Regions from separate parts of the Mus musculus genome. Here all the other regions are linked to region 1. A link is a contact called in public Hi-C and HiChIP or PLAC-seq data. All regions are on one chromosome and are shown on one strand. Each heading gives the region's core, a stretch centred on a gene start, on an enhancer-like site or on the middle of the called end of the contact. The rest is flanking DNA. Distances are from core to core; before and after follow the strand shown.

Region 1 (5,074 bases), core at 1,425-3,924:
ATCTGCCTCAGAATCAAGTTACTTTGAACTCCTACCCTGTAACGTTACTATTGACCATGCTGGTCCAAACTACGGGTCAGTGTGACATGTCAACTCTGCTCATGCTGAACGTCTGCTCGGAATGGCTCATTCATAATTCATGCGTCTAAAAATGAATCGCGTGTATTTAGGTGGCTGGTTTGCCAGTCTTCAGCTATTTCCATCGCAGACCCACAAACCTCACTTTTGATGAAATCCTTCCTTATAAAAATCAAAGATTTTTCTTTCAGATTAGTTCAAATTAGACCTTCGTGGAACTCCTTTGGTCTAGTGGTCATTCGAAGCAAATGGTCAGGGCAGAGTGTTTTCTTCCTGACTTCTGTAAAGTACCACCTGCTAAAATCTCCCTGTTCTTTATCCCTCTCTTCCACTTCCCCTAGTCCACCTGCTTTACAGCACAAGATACTTTAAACACACAAAGTGATAAGAAATGAGAGATACTAGCCTCCTGAACCCACCATTGCATAAGACTGTGGGATGTCATACCTGAGCCTGGGTCACCAACGTGTGATCCTGGCCTGGAATAAGATCCTAGCCCTACCTTCTTAAAAGCAACTAACCACATACCTTGCTAGCATTTCTACCTTGCTAGTTTTATGGGAAATGGAGCCTGGAAGCAGGATGGAGTATGGGGTCTTCATCTAGAAATTAGGCTGGCCATCCTGAATATTTTCGTCCTTGTTTAGGTGTATGTCTGGGCAAGCAGACATTAAATGTTTTCACAGTGTTCACAATTTAAGTTCACCTAAACTCTGACATCTCCGGAGGAAATCCAGTGGTCTTTCTTACGAATGCCTAGAAAGCATTGCCCCACTATCAGGCCCAGAGGATTCCTGATACACTGTTGATCTTCTTACAAACCCTTGGTTTCTGAGAAGTTTCTCCCTACATGGGGTTTTGTCAAGTGTACAGTGATCAATCTTAATTCCTATAAGCCTGCGCCTGGAATTCGAATGGCAGCATGCTGTGATCTGGGCTTTGAAGTAATAAATCTTAAGTGGCTATTATCACAACAAAATCATAATCTGGAGACAAAAGAAAATTCCCTTCTGTGACTATTAAATAGAATTTTGACTTTAAGTGGCCATTAGTATTATGAATAAGAACACAAACTCAAACACAAACACAAAATAAGAACACAAACCTCTCATATTTAATTTAGTTTAACAAAGGATTTAGTTGGCCACAAAATAATGGCTGTTTCCATGTGGCTTTTAAGGATACCCTTACTTGTAATTTGAACCAATAAACCTTCATTGCTCCACCCAGCCCCTTCAGAACATTTCAACGGTTGTGTGATTGTAGGTATGAAAATTTACTCTGCACACGTTAATTTATAACAGGTGAGAATGTAATGAAAAATTAGAAGTAATGGTCATTTTCAATATTTACCATTGGAATTGCAAATATAATTGAAGTGGAATTCGGTTCTATGATGTTTCTTCTCTCTATGATTCATAATAACCAAGCTTAGATAAGGAGATGAAAACGGAGTGTTGATTTTTGCCCTAGGCTAGCACAGCAATTCAATATCCCTGGATAGTTGTGAGAAATAAAGACAGCGTGGAATAATGCTCATTAGCCTCATGGGGTGATCACCATTCACGAGGACTCTGCTCATTGTGTTGATTGGCTGATTAACCCCTGTAAGCAGCACTGCTTTTCAACCTTTTTATTTTTTGGCAGTATTGGAGATTGGACCTAGGCCCTCATATACTCTAGACAAAGGATCTACCTGTGCACATTGTTATTTGCCTTTTATATAAGCAAAAACCAAAATCCAAAAAGTTTTATAGAGATATGAGGCAGTTGGACCCCAGAGTCCCCCATGATCCAACCAACAGCTGGGGCCAGCCAAGTAAGAGGTCACTGAAGATGCTCCAACATATAACAAGGACTAGTGCTCCACTATGTTCATAGCAGCCTTATTTATAATAGCCAGAAGCTGGAAAGAACCCAGATGTCCCTCAACAGAGAAATGGATACAGAAAATGTGGTACATTTACACAACGGAGTACTACTCAGCTATTAAAAACAACGACTTCATGAAATTCTTAGACAAATGGATAGAACTAGAAAATATCATCCTGAGTGAGGTAATCCAGTCACAAAAGAACACACATGGTGTTCACTCACTGATTCACTCACTGAATGGCTATTAGCACAAAAGCTAATTCCCCAGTGTAGGGGGATGCCAGGGTAGTGAGGTGGGAATGGGTGGGTGGGAGGGGGGCATCCTCATAGAAGCAGGAGGAGGGGGATAGGTTTGGGGGGGCTCCAGAGGGGAAACCAGGAAAGGGGATAACATTTGAAATGTAAATACATAAAATATCTAATAAAACAAAACAGATGAAGAGAGAGAGAAAAAGAGTTAAAGAGAACAAGGCTGGGTCACAAATGCTGTCAAAGATGAGCTTGCATCATGGCAGCAGGGGTTCAGGACTGAGGGCCCCCTGAAAAGCAGGAATCCTCAGTCACTCTGACTTTTCCAGAAAGACCCCATGGTCTCCAACATGGCTGGATGGGCCTTAAAATACATTAACTCCACTAAGAGTTGTGAGGGTATATAGTATAGCTGTGAGTGTGTGGCACGCTTGCATCTGCAGACATCTGAGCTGCAGGCTGCAGGAAAGGGCAAACTTAATCCAACAGTTGATAGCTAGGGTTCACTTTCAGTTTGGGGAGCTGTTACAGAGATACAGCTTTAAGACGTTAGGATGCATAACGTGTAAGAAGCTTTGCTGGCAACGTTGAGACTCTTCCTCCTTTCCATCCTCTTGCTCCTTGGACACTTTCGGTTTTGTCCAGTCTTCCTTTTCTTTTCTTTTGCCCCGTCAGATTTTCTTGTATGTTTTAGCCTTACAGGATTCTTGTTGGGCAGATTGTGCTTAACCAAGGCAAGAGTCTTGTTTTCTTCCTGTGGTTAACCCAGTTCCTCTAGCCCCAACTGTTGCCCGTGCCACACTGGTAACCTTACTATGGAAGTTGACTCGGCAGTCAAGGAGTTAAAGATGTCTGGACTATGGCTCTCTGTGCACTTGAATACTCAGTTGCTAGGCATTTTTTGTAGCGCACAAGAACAAGTCCTGTTGTTTCCAAACTTGCTGTGTTTCCTTCAGTGTAGTATGTGTCTCTTAATCTACACATGTACATTATTTATAAGTTTTTGGAATCATTGGGTTAATTAATTATTATTAGTTTTTTTTTTTTTGGTAAGTTGAACAGAATATTAAGCAAAGGTTGGGAAATGGGTCCAAGTAAAACACAAATTGCATTTAGATGTATTATGTTGACTTTGAACTTTAAATCCACCATTCAGTTTTGAGTATCTCTACCTGTGCTGAAGGGATATCAGTCAAGTGAAGGGCTCTGTGCTTGTATGCAAGATAAAAGGAGTGTGTCCCGCAGGATTCAAGGCAAAGACTCAAGACGGATCTGCGAATTGCTTAGAACAACTTAGCAACACTGTATACTTAACAGGTGAGTGTCTGCCACATTATAATGTCAGGTATGCCCAGGATGGGATTCACAGAACTTCCTGAGTTGGACATTCTGAGGGACAGTGCTCTGACCTGACAGGTGCACAAGGTTACAAACCTTTTGTCTTGGTCTCTTCCAAATCATGTGCATGGGCTTGATCTCTGGGTCACAGCAGCCCAAAGAGAGGCCACCTTTCCCTCAGCATCCACACTGAGTGGTCTCCTTGGAAACACCTTCCACTGCGATGGTTCATAAAACTCTTCTCAAGTTGCAAGTGGCACACCTAAATTGCTGCTTATATTCTTTAGAAGGGCATCCTCTGTTACGACACAAAGATCCCTCATCAAACATTGTCCCACACACTCAAAGCCAGGAAAAATGTTTTTCCTCCTGAAGATAATGGATTTTGTCATCTTTTCTGTCTCTCTTTTGCCCTGCCTGCTAAGAAGTTCAGATGTCAGCTTTCCTTAATTTGTTCTCCTAATTGTTTACTTTCTCGTCTACTTTATGTAGGGCTTTTGTTACACCATGACACAATGACTTTATGACTTTGCATAAGCTTTTATAAGCTTAGAACTGTTTTTAGAAGTAGGTGGATATAGTGTGAATAAGTTCTTATTCTCAACCTTTTTTGTTTAAAAATTGCATGGGGTATTATTTTATTTTTAGTGTTAGATATTAAATGCAGAGTGTTACATATACTAGGAAAATGTTTTTCCATAAAGCAACATTCCCAGCCCACTATTAACTCTTGATTTAAACTCTTACCTTATCACTTGAGTAACCTATGCATGAGATTTCTCCCTTCTGCAGATTATAGAACGGTTGACTTCCACATTTCTGGTTCTGAAGTTAAAAGAACTCACAGAGGGGAGAGTGCCAGTCTAATTTATATTTAATCAGCCCACTAATTTGTTGTGCTAAGGAGTTAAGGAGGCCAAAGAAAGGTGAATATAATAAAGATGTTATGAAATGGCTTGGGTCTGGTAATATATCTTTTTAGCATTTTAACAGGGGCATACTACATAGCCACAGATTTGTTCTGAAGATTGGGAAAGCTGAACTTTAGGAAGCAAACTCTCTTTGAGATGAGCCAGACTTTTCTTACCTCTTATAAACAGTTAGTTGTATCCAAGGCTTCTAATACACCAAGCAAGACAAATTTGCCATAGGGCCAATTTAGCAGCTCTGGGTAATGTCTTTGACTATCTTAATGTTGACACTAGCTCCAGAATTCAAAATTTCAGGATCTGCTTCTTGGGGAGAGAGGAGAGCAGAGGCCAAACAACACCCCAGTTCAAAGGGGCTGAAGATGCACTTGGCGTATTTGGGTTGGCACTCTGGAGCCTCGGATGCTCGTGATTGCTTATCTCACTTATCTAAACTGCTGACGTCAAAAGAATTAGGCTAGGAATCTTATGATTACAGCCTTCCTTGTGATCTTTTCTGGTATTTCCTGTTTCCTGTCAGGCCAAATATACTTCGAGAGTAGGTTATTTTATGGCATTTCACTGTTTCTGCTTTGGCTAGAGCCAGGGGTACAGGGAGCAATGGG
Region 2 (5,074 bases), core at 1,040-3,539, 350 kb after region 1:
ACTGGAGGTGACTGGGGACAGAAGAGGCTAAGGCTAAAACCAGAGAGCAGACAGAGTCACTTGGCCAAATTTTTGTATTAACTTCATGCCTGCATCTCCTCCCTATTCCTTCACTGAGCACCATCTACCCATAAATAGTGTGATTATACACACACTAGTATAGACCTACTAAGTGATATTAAATATTTCACTTTATCTATTCTTAAAACTTTAATTCTAAATTGTTACTCTCTCTGTAAAACTATAGATAATTCTATAGACACTGGAGTCTTTCCACTCTGTCCTTAAAAGGGTAGAGAAATGGTAACCCTTGTACTTTAGTTCAGTTAGAGGCCCACACACAGTAGGAAATCGTCCATAGAAAGAGCACAGGCCACCTTAGAGCTGCAGAGGAAGGTGTGCAATCAAATCAGCCTGTTCCTTGCATCTGCAGTACTGTGTTGGTTCAGATTCTTACAGAAGGCAAGAAAAACAGAGATGTGAGGGGGGCATAAAGAGGGAATTGTGGGAAGGTCAGGAGGCCAGGGGCAGGAAAATTTGCAAGGACCTCTACGGCATGTTGCAGGCTGTTGTACTTTACTCAGAACTAAACAAAATTGTCTGCATTTGGTAATTACAAGAGTGTATTCTGGTTAATTAAAAACAGTTTATCATATTAGTAGTTAATAATATCTGACAATGGGACACAAATTTCCTTTTATTATTATTATGAATTCAAAATTAACATTAATGCTTGGGGAAAGCCTTAGAAAGCAACAACTCTGAGTCCCTGGGACCTTTCACCCAATGATGGTTTTAACATTGCTTTGAGCAGTTTCATCTCATAAATAAATTTATTACTAGAAATTGAACTCATTATCAACTTTCCACTCTCACTCCCTAGACACACACACACACACACACACACACACACACACACACACACACACACGAGACCGGAGCTCTATTTTGTAGCCCAGGCTGTCCTGGAACTCATTACATAGTTCAGGCTGGCTAACTAAAAAGGTTTTTGTTTTTTTTTTTCTTATTTTCATATAGGCTTTAGGAAGGTATTGCTATAAACAAAAACACCACACACACACACACACACACACACACACACACACCAAGAACAGTAATCTGTCAATAGAATTAAGTAAGTTAGGAACCTCAAAACTTGAGTTAAGGAATTTTGTGTTAGCCATTAGTATTATTTAACCTCAGCCTTCTAATGATAAAAGGGATGATGTAAATATACTCTATTATTTAAAAAACCCTGTGGCATATGCATCCTAAGAAATAATACAGATAAGCTGTTTACCTGTCATTGGTTCACAATTCCATGACCTACATCAACAGACCTTACTCACAATAACAAATAAAAATGGTTTTTGTTGTTATTTTTAAAAGTCTTACTAGGTAGCCCTGGCTGGCCTGGAACCCTCTGGGTAGCCCAAGCTAGACTCAAATTCATAGAGACTTACTTATCTCTGCTTTCTGAGTGCTAGAATTAAAGATGTATACCACCAAGTCTGACCTGTTGGTGCCAAAGCTATCATTTCATAATTACATCTGTTTTCTGTAAACCAGTAAACATATAGATTGTGTGTGTGTGTGTGTGTGTGTGTGTGTGTGTGTGTGTGTGCATGGCTCACTAGATGTGTACATATGTGTGTAGGGTGCACATGTGCAGACAGCAGAGGACAACCTCTCAAGTCCTTTCTTGGGCATCTTCCAGCTTTTGGGTTTCAGACAGGGATCTCCCTGGCCTAGGGCTTCTTCACGTAGCCTAGGCAAGCTGGCCAATATGCTACAGGAGTCCCCTGCCTGTCTCCTTCTCTCCATCCTGGAACTGCAAGCATGTGACAATATTTCTAGTCTCTTCACATAGCTTCTGGGAATCAAACTGAGCAGTTTCTGCTTATGAGGAAGGAGGTTTATTGATGAAACATCCCACTGACCCTGAACTTCATTATAAAATTGAGAACCAAGGCAATCACACAGGGCTGGCTGACCAGCAAAGGGAGAAGAACCTAATTTGAACTAACCTGTTAATGGTTTCATTATTTTCCCTTAGTGGAGCATGGACGCCATTCATAACCAGCTTAAGGGAGCATTCACTTTGTCATAATAGCAACTAGAGAAAGTATCCTATACACAATATCACAAACTAAAGATCAAAAACCACGCAGACAGATCCTGGCCACTACTGCGAACCTGAAAATGTCGTTTCATCCTCACAGGGTTCCAGACAATACACAGTTCTAAAGCAAAGAGCCCACAAAAACCACAGTAGGGAAATAAAGACAGATAGCAGTTGCATCATGGTGCCGGAAGCCAGCGTTCAAGAAACTGAAGCACAACACAGTGCTTAGATCCTACCCGTCAGCCCAGTTTCTCTGGGCTACTTCCCGGTCGGTTAACCTGGAAGATTCTTATGTTCAATTCCTTTCCCATTTGGACTCCATCCTGCTTCTCTAAATTAAAGATGGAGAAGAGACATTAATTTCAGTCGTGTTATCAACTTCCTAATCCAAATTTAAAATTCACAGTCATTCAAAGTAAATACACACAGCATGTCGCAAAAGGACTTTGTTCAAAGACACCTCAAGAAAGTATGTTAGCTATGACTGGCACACGGACACCCCCTAACCAGGAGGAGCTGGAGATAAACACAGGCGTGGAGTTTATACCAGCCAAACAGGAAAGCCTCAGAGATTTTTTTTATACTGTGTCTTCCATGGAAGGTGGAACTTCCTTTCTTGTTTAAGTTCAGACTTCATCAGAAAAGCAAAGCTAGAAGCTCTTAGAGCCAATGTCTTAGAGCCAATATGATGGTTTGATGGAAAGGGTGAATCAGTCTGCCTGAAAATGTCCTTTATGGTCTTACATAATTATGAACTCTTATTAATAAGATGGCTTTAGCTCCCTCCATAAATCTCAGCATATAGTATCATAACCAACATTAAAAAGTTGTAGCTCTGTAGGCACTTACAGAACATAATAAAACATACCTTCGATAGGTACGTTCAAGTGCATTTGTAGCATTAAGGAATATTTCTCATTGAAAAGAGCAGAGAAGAGAATCGGAAAGAACTTTATTTCACAAATATTTCTGTGAATATTAATTGAGATAAATCCCTAGGACCATCACAAAATCATGTTTTATATAGGAAGGGCGCGATTATGACTAAGAACTTTGACATAAGGTTACCAAGGAAGATCCAGCACAAGAAGACCTTGTCCAGGAACCCAACCCTCAGATGAAGTAGTTTTAGGGAGTGGTGCTGTTAGGAGGTGTGTCCTTATTAGAGGAGGCGTGGCCTTGTTGGAGTGGGTGTGGCTTTGTTGGAGGAAGTGTTGGAAAGGAAGTAGTTTTATCTAACCGTATGTCACAATTCTCATTCTCTCAGTGGCCTGATATTTTTCTGATGAAGTTTACATTAAAGTGAAGCCCATCTTACATGTATGACGTGTCTCTTAGTTTTGATTTACTGCTGTGAACAGACACCATGACCAAGGCAGTTCTTATAGAGGACAACATTTAATTGGAGCTGGTTTACAGGTTCAGAGGTTCAGTTCATTATCATCAAGGTGGGAGCATGGCAGTGTCCAGACAGGCATGGTGCAGGCAAAACTGAGAGTTCTACACCTTCATCTGAAGGCCGCTAGGACACTGCCTCCCACATGGTTAGGAGGGTCTCATTGCCCAGTCCCACAGTGACACACTTCCTCCAACAAGGCCACACCTCCTATTAGCCCTGCTCCCTAAGCAAAGCATGTTTAAAACCACTACAAGGTGGAATGAAAAATGAACCTCTATCATTTCCAGTTCAGCTGGTCGATTTCATCTTTCCACATGTAAGTCTGCATAAGAGAAATGTAGATGGAAAAAAAAGGTGAAGTTTGAGGTGATCGGGGCGTTGAATTTCACTGGAAAGTAATAAGTGGTAATAAATGAGAGTTAGGACTGTGACCCAGAGAAGAAAGCACTGAGTAAGTCAGGTGGCTAATGAACACGTGAGAGAAGAGAAGGCTGCAGCTGTTTCTCATAGGACTCTTAGGAACAACTCGTAAGAAAATGACTTTATCCATCTTCATAAAAACAAACAAAAGAGCTAAAGTGAAAATTTGACTTCGGCACAGAATTATACTAACCTGCGCCATAGCTAAACAAACTCTAGGACCCGAGGACCCTCAAGATATACATTCCAGACTAGTTAGAGACTGCCTGGCAAGGATCTAGAACTTCGTCTTACCCAAGAAAAGGTCTATTTCCTAGATCGAAATCTCAGTCTTAAGGGAGACATTTATTCAATTAAATATTTAAAAGTGTTGCCGGTGGGGCCAAGTGCCAGAGTTCAGTATCAGCTCAGACACTTTCTGCATGTAAAGCAAGCTCCTCAACCCCTCTGCCTCTTGGCTTTACCACTTGAGAAACACTTACACGTAGTGGTATTTAATCAGTACTGATCTCTGTTGGGAAAGATTTTTGGGAAGATTAATGATGTTACATGTCTTAAACACTTAGAACTGTGCCCAGCCCAAAACTAACTGTTGATGAATAATTCTCACAATACTTCACAGACTAATCCTCCATCTGAGACGAGATGTTCTGGTTGCATGGGTCAATTTCAGATGCTGCACTCTTTCAAATACACTGTGATCTACAATTGGCACTAATAAGTGATTACAATTCACTTTATTATAACCCCTCACAATACGACAAGGATCTAAGATATACAAATTATATATATAGCTTGAATTTCTTCTCTTTGTGTCCACTACAAAACTACACATATTCATATTGTAAAATAGAGTCAACTCTAGCCAGAAGGCTTCGAAATGCTAACAAATGCTCAAACCAATCTGTGATTTAGGTTTAAAGACTTCAGATACTTTACTCCGCTATGATTTTAAAGAAAGTGGTATTTTCAAACACAAGCTACCAAAACAAAATCTGTATTCAAAGTACATCTACTATAAGGACTTTTTAAAAACTAATCATCTTTGTGTTATCTTCATGGATAACGAATTAGAAATATTTTTAAAAAGTGATCTACTATTTATTGACACTGTGGGCAATTGTTATACA
Region 3 (5,074 bases), core at 1,395-3,894, 300 kb after region 1:
CTTGTGCCTTAAGTCCATCCCTGACACTATGCTGTTAGCTTATTTTAAAGCACAGTTTATGAACAGTGAAAATATGATTTTTTTTTTTAATTTGGGGAAATTTAAGATCTTGCTATGTAACCCTCACTGGTCTGTAGCTCATTGTGCAGACCAAGGTGGCCTCAAACACAGAGATCCTCTCGTTTCTGCTCCAGGGAATTGTGTTAATGGTGTGTGTTACCACACTTTGCTAAGAATATGAGTTTTGAAATGTTTTTAAAAAATCATTTGCTGTTAGAAGTCCTGGGATCAGGCCACAGCCAAATCTCTCTGAATGTGCTCTTTTCTCTCTACCCACAATCCTCTCCTCTTCTTCATTAGGCTGCCTCTCCTAATTCTCTCTGGTGGGTCTTCTAATTGCCACTTTCATTTTTCTCTCCAGTCATAAGTCTGGAATTAAGGACCCTCTTTTACGCTGCATATGACAGAGTGTTCTCCAGACAGTCCTGTGCATGCATTCACTAACAGCAGGACATGGAGAGGAATAGGAGCAGGGTCAGGCTTCATCCCCACTCCACAGGCTTCAAAACTGGGTATGTGAGCCAAGCAGATCATATTCCCAATGGCTATAAAATCTGACTATATGTGTATCTCACGAAATGCTAAGTGATTCACAGTGACAAATTTGTTAAATATATTGAAAAAATGGAACTCTATTTTAAACATCTGGATTTATAAAATTATTAAACTTTGAAAGAACATTCTTGCATTCAATGTTTTACATTTCTGGTCCTTGGTCTTTTTCCACTAAAGACTTGTTTTGGAAAAATTGAGTAAGAGCTGCTTAACAGCTTTCAAATATGCTATGAGCCAAAACAAAAAGCAGAATTAAGGGCGCCATAGGATGGCTTAAAAGAAAAAAAATTTATGGTAAGATTTTGAGTGGAGATGATTTCTTGCAGTAAAGTGTATATGTGTCTGAAGACCAGTTAATCTTCTCTCTGTGTGAAACTGTAAGGGGGAAAACCCATGTCTGAAAGCACATCCCATCAAAACCTCATTTCTAGTCACTAAAAACACAGAAGTGAACCAAACAGAGAAGTAGAATACAATATATACCTCTCTGGCTTTAACGGAAAAATACAGACAATGGGTGGATGAATAGGCAGGCAGGTATACAATAGATACACATTTGTGGGTGTAGACAGACAGATGATAAACAGATTATATGCATCAGTTTCACACACATGCACACACACACACTTGAGCTGGCTAGTTTTTGTTGTTATTGTTTTTTGTCAACTAGACTTATCTGGGGAGAACTCTCATTTGAGAAACTGCTTCCAGAAAATTGGCCTGTAGCCAAGATTGTGGTATTGTCTTGATTAGTGATGGATGGGGAAGACCCAGCTCACCATGGGCAGTGCCATTCCTAGGCTGATGGTCCTGAGTGCTATAAGAAAGCGTGCCAAGCAAGCCATGAGGAGCAAGCCAGTGAACAGCATTCCTCTATAGCCTTTTCATAGGCTCCTGCCTCAGGTTCCTGTCCTGACATCTCAGGATGACAGACTATGGAGTGTAAGTATAAGAGAAACAAGCTCTTTCCTCCCCACGTTGCTTTTGGTCATGGTGTTTTGGCACAGCAATAGAAACCCCAACTAAAACAATAACCATGAATTGGACAGAACTTTGCAATTTCCGATAGGGCAGTAAGGGAAGGCCTCACTTTGAAAGTGGGGAAAGAATGTGACTGCCCACTAAGAGAAAGCCATTTTGGGAAATCAATATTGTGCCCAAACAGGGAGGACTATTTGGTTTCTTTTGACTTTTGGTTCCTTATTGTGATCATTATGGCTGATCTCTCAAGAAGAGACAAGTAGACAGAGTAAGTGGCTATTACAACATCTAGTCAAGGAACAATGGTGGCTGAGCCAGGCTGGCAGTGGTAGCTATGGTTAAAAATAGATCTCAGGAAAATGGAGAAATGGAGCAACCATTAAGAGCACTTGCTAATTCTACAGTGGACCCTGGTTTGGTTCCCTATACCCACATGGCAGCTTACAACTGTCTATACTCTAGTTCCAGGGAACCCCAAAACCCTCTTCTGAACCCCATTGACACTACAGATGGAGGTATGTTTATATATGTGCAGACAAACACTCATAAAATAAATATTTTTCAAAATCATTTCAAGTACTATAAAGATTTAATACACAATATTTACTGATAAACTGAACCTTACCTGTGATAAAAAAAAGAGAGAGCAAGTAAAATGTCTCTGATCTTAGCAACTGATTATACTTTTTTCCTGTATTATAAATCAGGAAACATTACAACAGGAATAAATTTGGTGATTGAAATCAAGGAGTTTTCTGAAATGCTACTTTTAAACAAGTAAAAAATTATCTTAAGTAAAAGTACATGTATCTTAAGTATCTTAAGTACATGAGTTGTGTGTTCCAACTGTGGAGAAAATAAATATAATCCATCAGAATTGTGTATTGGTGGCATTTAAAAGTAAGGCAAATGGATATAGTCAAATTCTTCAATCATTGGGTCTTAGGATGTCAGCATTTAGGTTTTAGATGTGGGGGATAAAGTAACTGAGTAGAGAGACTAGTCAGAGGCAAAATACAAAAGACAGTGGTGTCCTGGAAGCCAACTAAAAGAGTTTTAAAAACAGGAAGTTATGAGCCTTGTAAATCATTAGCAACAGGTCAAATAAGAGCCTCCCAGACTGAGTCATTAGATTTCATAACCTGATAATCACCGTGACCTTGACCAAAACAACTTTAGTAAAGGGATGAGGTTAAAAGACTGCTAGAGAAGGTCTAGAGAGGTTGGGAGGAGTGGAATGGTAATAGGAAGAAAGAATGTACAAAATTAGTTTTAGGGTGTTTGCCTATGAACAGGAAGATGAGGTGGCTTGGAAAGAGACTTAAGGCATTTCCTTGTTGACTGACTGAATTGTCTTTGAACTCACTATAGTAAGAGATTGGCTCCACTGACTTAAGATAGGAATAGGGCAGGGGACTATGAGCTTCAGGGAAATGGTAAGAAATGAGGACCAGTCATAGTAGATATAATTAGAGTCAATATAGTCAGACTATTGAGTGTCAATGCAAGACAGCAGCTCTTAACCTCAAAGGGAATCATTTATTCTAGAGCCAAGTTTAAGTGACTATTGGTCAAGAAACATATATCCAGGTTCTGTTTTCCTGTATGGATGCAGTTTGATGAAGTCTTATAGTAGCTGAACAAAGAAAATTGTAAATCAGAACAATTTTAACATATTTATAAGATACACCAGAGGCAGCTACAGCAAGATGGAAGACTCTTATCTATAGATTTTTAGATGCTATCTGATAACCTTCTTAGCTTTTGGATTAGGGTGAGCTAGTGGTCTGTTGAGTTAATGAATTCCAGAAAGGTTTCTATTAGTCATAGGATATTAGTTCTGACATAGTGGTGGGCAAGGAATGGGTACCAGAGGGGGTGAGGTGGGGCTAAAACTAGCCCAAGATAGAGATAAGGTAATTAGCTATGGATCTGCAACATTCCACAACTAGTGTAGCTCTAGTAAATCAGTATTTAAAAATAAAGCCTCTTTGTAGGAATTATCATTTGCTGGAGCTATCCTCCAGTTTTGCACACACTAGTATATGTATATCCTGTATAGACAGCAAAAAATGAATTTTTCTAGGCCAAAATTTTACCAAGTGATTGATTCAATGGGAAAACAGGTAAGAGTATTAGAGTCTATGCAAGTAAAAGTCTAAGATAAATCACAAAGTGTAAGGTGCATACAGACCAGGATACTGCAGGGTCAGTTGAAATATTAGATGTAGTTGTTTAAGAATGAAGTATTCGGGGGTAGGATTACTCATGGAAAGCTCTGGGTAATGCTACAATCAGTGAGGACACCAGAGTGAAGACTGAAGAGGCATGTAAGAGAGAAGATCCTCAGAGGACCAAGGTGAGTGAATGACAGGAAATGCCAAGGCACGGGATGGATTTCCCAGGTGTTTGTTGAAAGTCATCCAGTGTATCTCATGGAGTCAGGGTGACATGAGAATGTGTGAATGGCTATTGGGATATAAAAATATGGGTAGCATAAGCTGATAGTGCTGCCCCAGAACTGGGGTTGGGTGGACAAGAAGCTGAGAGAACAATCCCACGGGACTGAGCATCGATGAGTAGCTGCCTGGACGTAAATGTCTTCCACTCAATGTGGGTGTTTGTGGGTGTATAGATGTGAGGTTTCAGTATCTCAGCTTTTGGTATCATTTAATCATAATGAATATGAATTCACGTGCAGGTCATTACCTGTGGCTGGCAGTTAACATACTGAGCAAGGAAGGAATCAAGGAAGACATTACCTCCTGTGAGCCTCAGTCAACAGGAATGTGAAAATAAACTCAGCTAAGGGTCAGCCTAAGAAGAAAGCAGTGCCAGGCGAGAATCCAGGCTGAGCGACAGACAGTAATGAGAATACAGGAAACGACTTCTTAGCGGTGACTGAGTTCTAGAAGGTAGTATGTGAAAGACTCAGGAACTGGACAGAGGAAATGGCTAAAGAGTAAAACAGGATGAGAGCATCCTTCTTCCGACTACGTATAGTTATTCTATGGCTTTAGTAATTTAAGCACATGGTTAGTAATTTATTAATTCAGCGACCCTAAGGGCAAGAAATACAGTGCTTTGCATAATCTTTGCATTAATAGATACCTGTCAAAGCACAACTTTTAAAAAGTACCTGGGAAATAAACCCATTTCTATTGACAGAGTCTGAAGTACAGAATCTGAATGGTGTTTACACTGCTCCTTACACCGATTGCTTTGGACAAATGAAGTGGGGTTTTAAATGTCCATTTAAGCTCTTCTGTGTCAACAGAAGCAGCAATTAACTGTTGGAATTCAAACATCTTTGTTTAGAAAGTAGTATTTGATGAGACTTCAAAGAACACTTAGTACTTACTGAACACTTTCCTTGTAAGCACTTTGTAGCCATCTTGCATTTACTGCTAATAATCCTCTAGTGGGTCTGCTACCCACCTGTGACAGATTACACTGCAGCTTAGGACGGTCAACCTGG

Evidence for each region. A called contact is a pair of places that touch in the nucleus more often than the background predicts. HiChIP or PLAC-seq counts read pairs in DNA pulled down with a chosen protein or histone mark.
Region 2: a contact with region 1 is called in a Hi-C map of bone marrow-derived macrophages, with 17 read pairs. The contact joins two enhancer-like sites. A contact is called at or near these places in 2 of 484 Hi-C or Micro-C datasets (bone marrow-derived macrophages and uterus), 4 of 115 datasets of contacts at active chromatin or transcription factors (T-cell acute lymphoblastic leukemia, acute myeloid leukemia, bone marrow-derived macrophages and 1 more) and 2 of 9 other capture datasets (embryonic stem cells and macrophages).
Region 3: an H3K4me3 HiChIP or PLAC-seq map of bone marrow-derived macrophages shows a contact between it and region 1, with 4 times the contacts expected there. The contact joins two enhancer-like sites. A contact is called at or near these places in 4 of 484 Hi-C or Micro-C datasets (muscle stem cells, nephron progenitors and uterus), 2 of 115 datasets of contacts at active chromatin or transcription factors (both in bone marrow-derived macrophages) and 1 of 9 other capture datasets (embryonic stem cells).

What each region holds. Positions count from the first base shown.
Region 1 is chr10:20,529,132-20,534,205 of GRCm38.p6, forward strand. The region is part of intron 1 of Pde7b (phosphodiesterase 7B); the gene reads right to left. Among named protein-coding and RNA genes, the nearest start is that of Pde7b, 17 kb to the right of the region's middle. Within about 2 kb of position 2,675, at least 30 of the 459 cell types and tissues checked have an H3K27ac peak or open chromatin away from gene starts, as enhancers often do. A contact at or near this core is called in acute myeloid leukemia and bone marrow-derived macrophages, where this site is marked.
Region 2 is chr10:20,880,517-20,885,590 of GRCm38.p6, forward strand. No RefSeq gene overlaps it. Among named protein-coding and RNA genes, the nearest start is that of Gm33510, 44 kb to the left of the region's middle. Within about 2 kb of position 2,290, at least 90 of the 459 cell types and tissues checked have an H3K27ac peak or open chromatin away from gene starts, as enhancers often do. A contact at or near this core is called in acute myeloid leukemia and bone marrow-derived macrophages, where this site is marked.
Region 3 is chr10:20,825,782-20,830,855 of GRCm38.p6, forward strand. All of the region lies in intron 1 of Gm33510 (a long non-coding RNA gene), which reads right to left. Among named protein-coding and RNA genes, the nearest start is that of Gm33510, 10 kb to the right of the region's middle. Within about 2 kb of position 2,645, at least 19 of the 459 cell types and tissues checked have an H3K27ac peak or open chromatin away from gene starts, as enhancers often do. A contact at or near this core is called in bone marrow-derived macrophages, where this site is marked.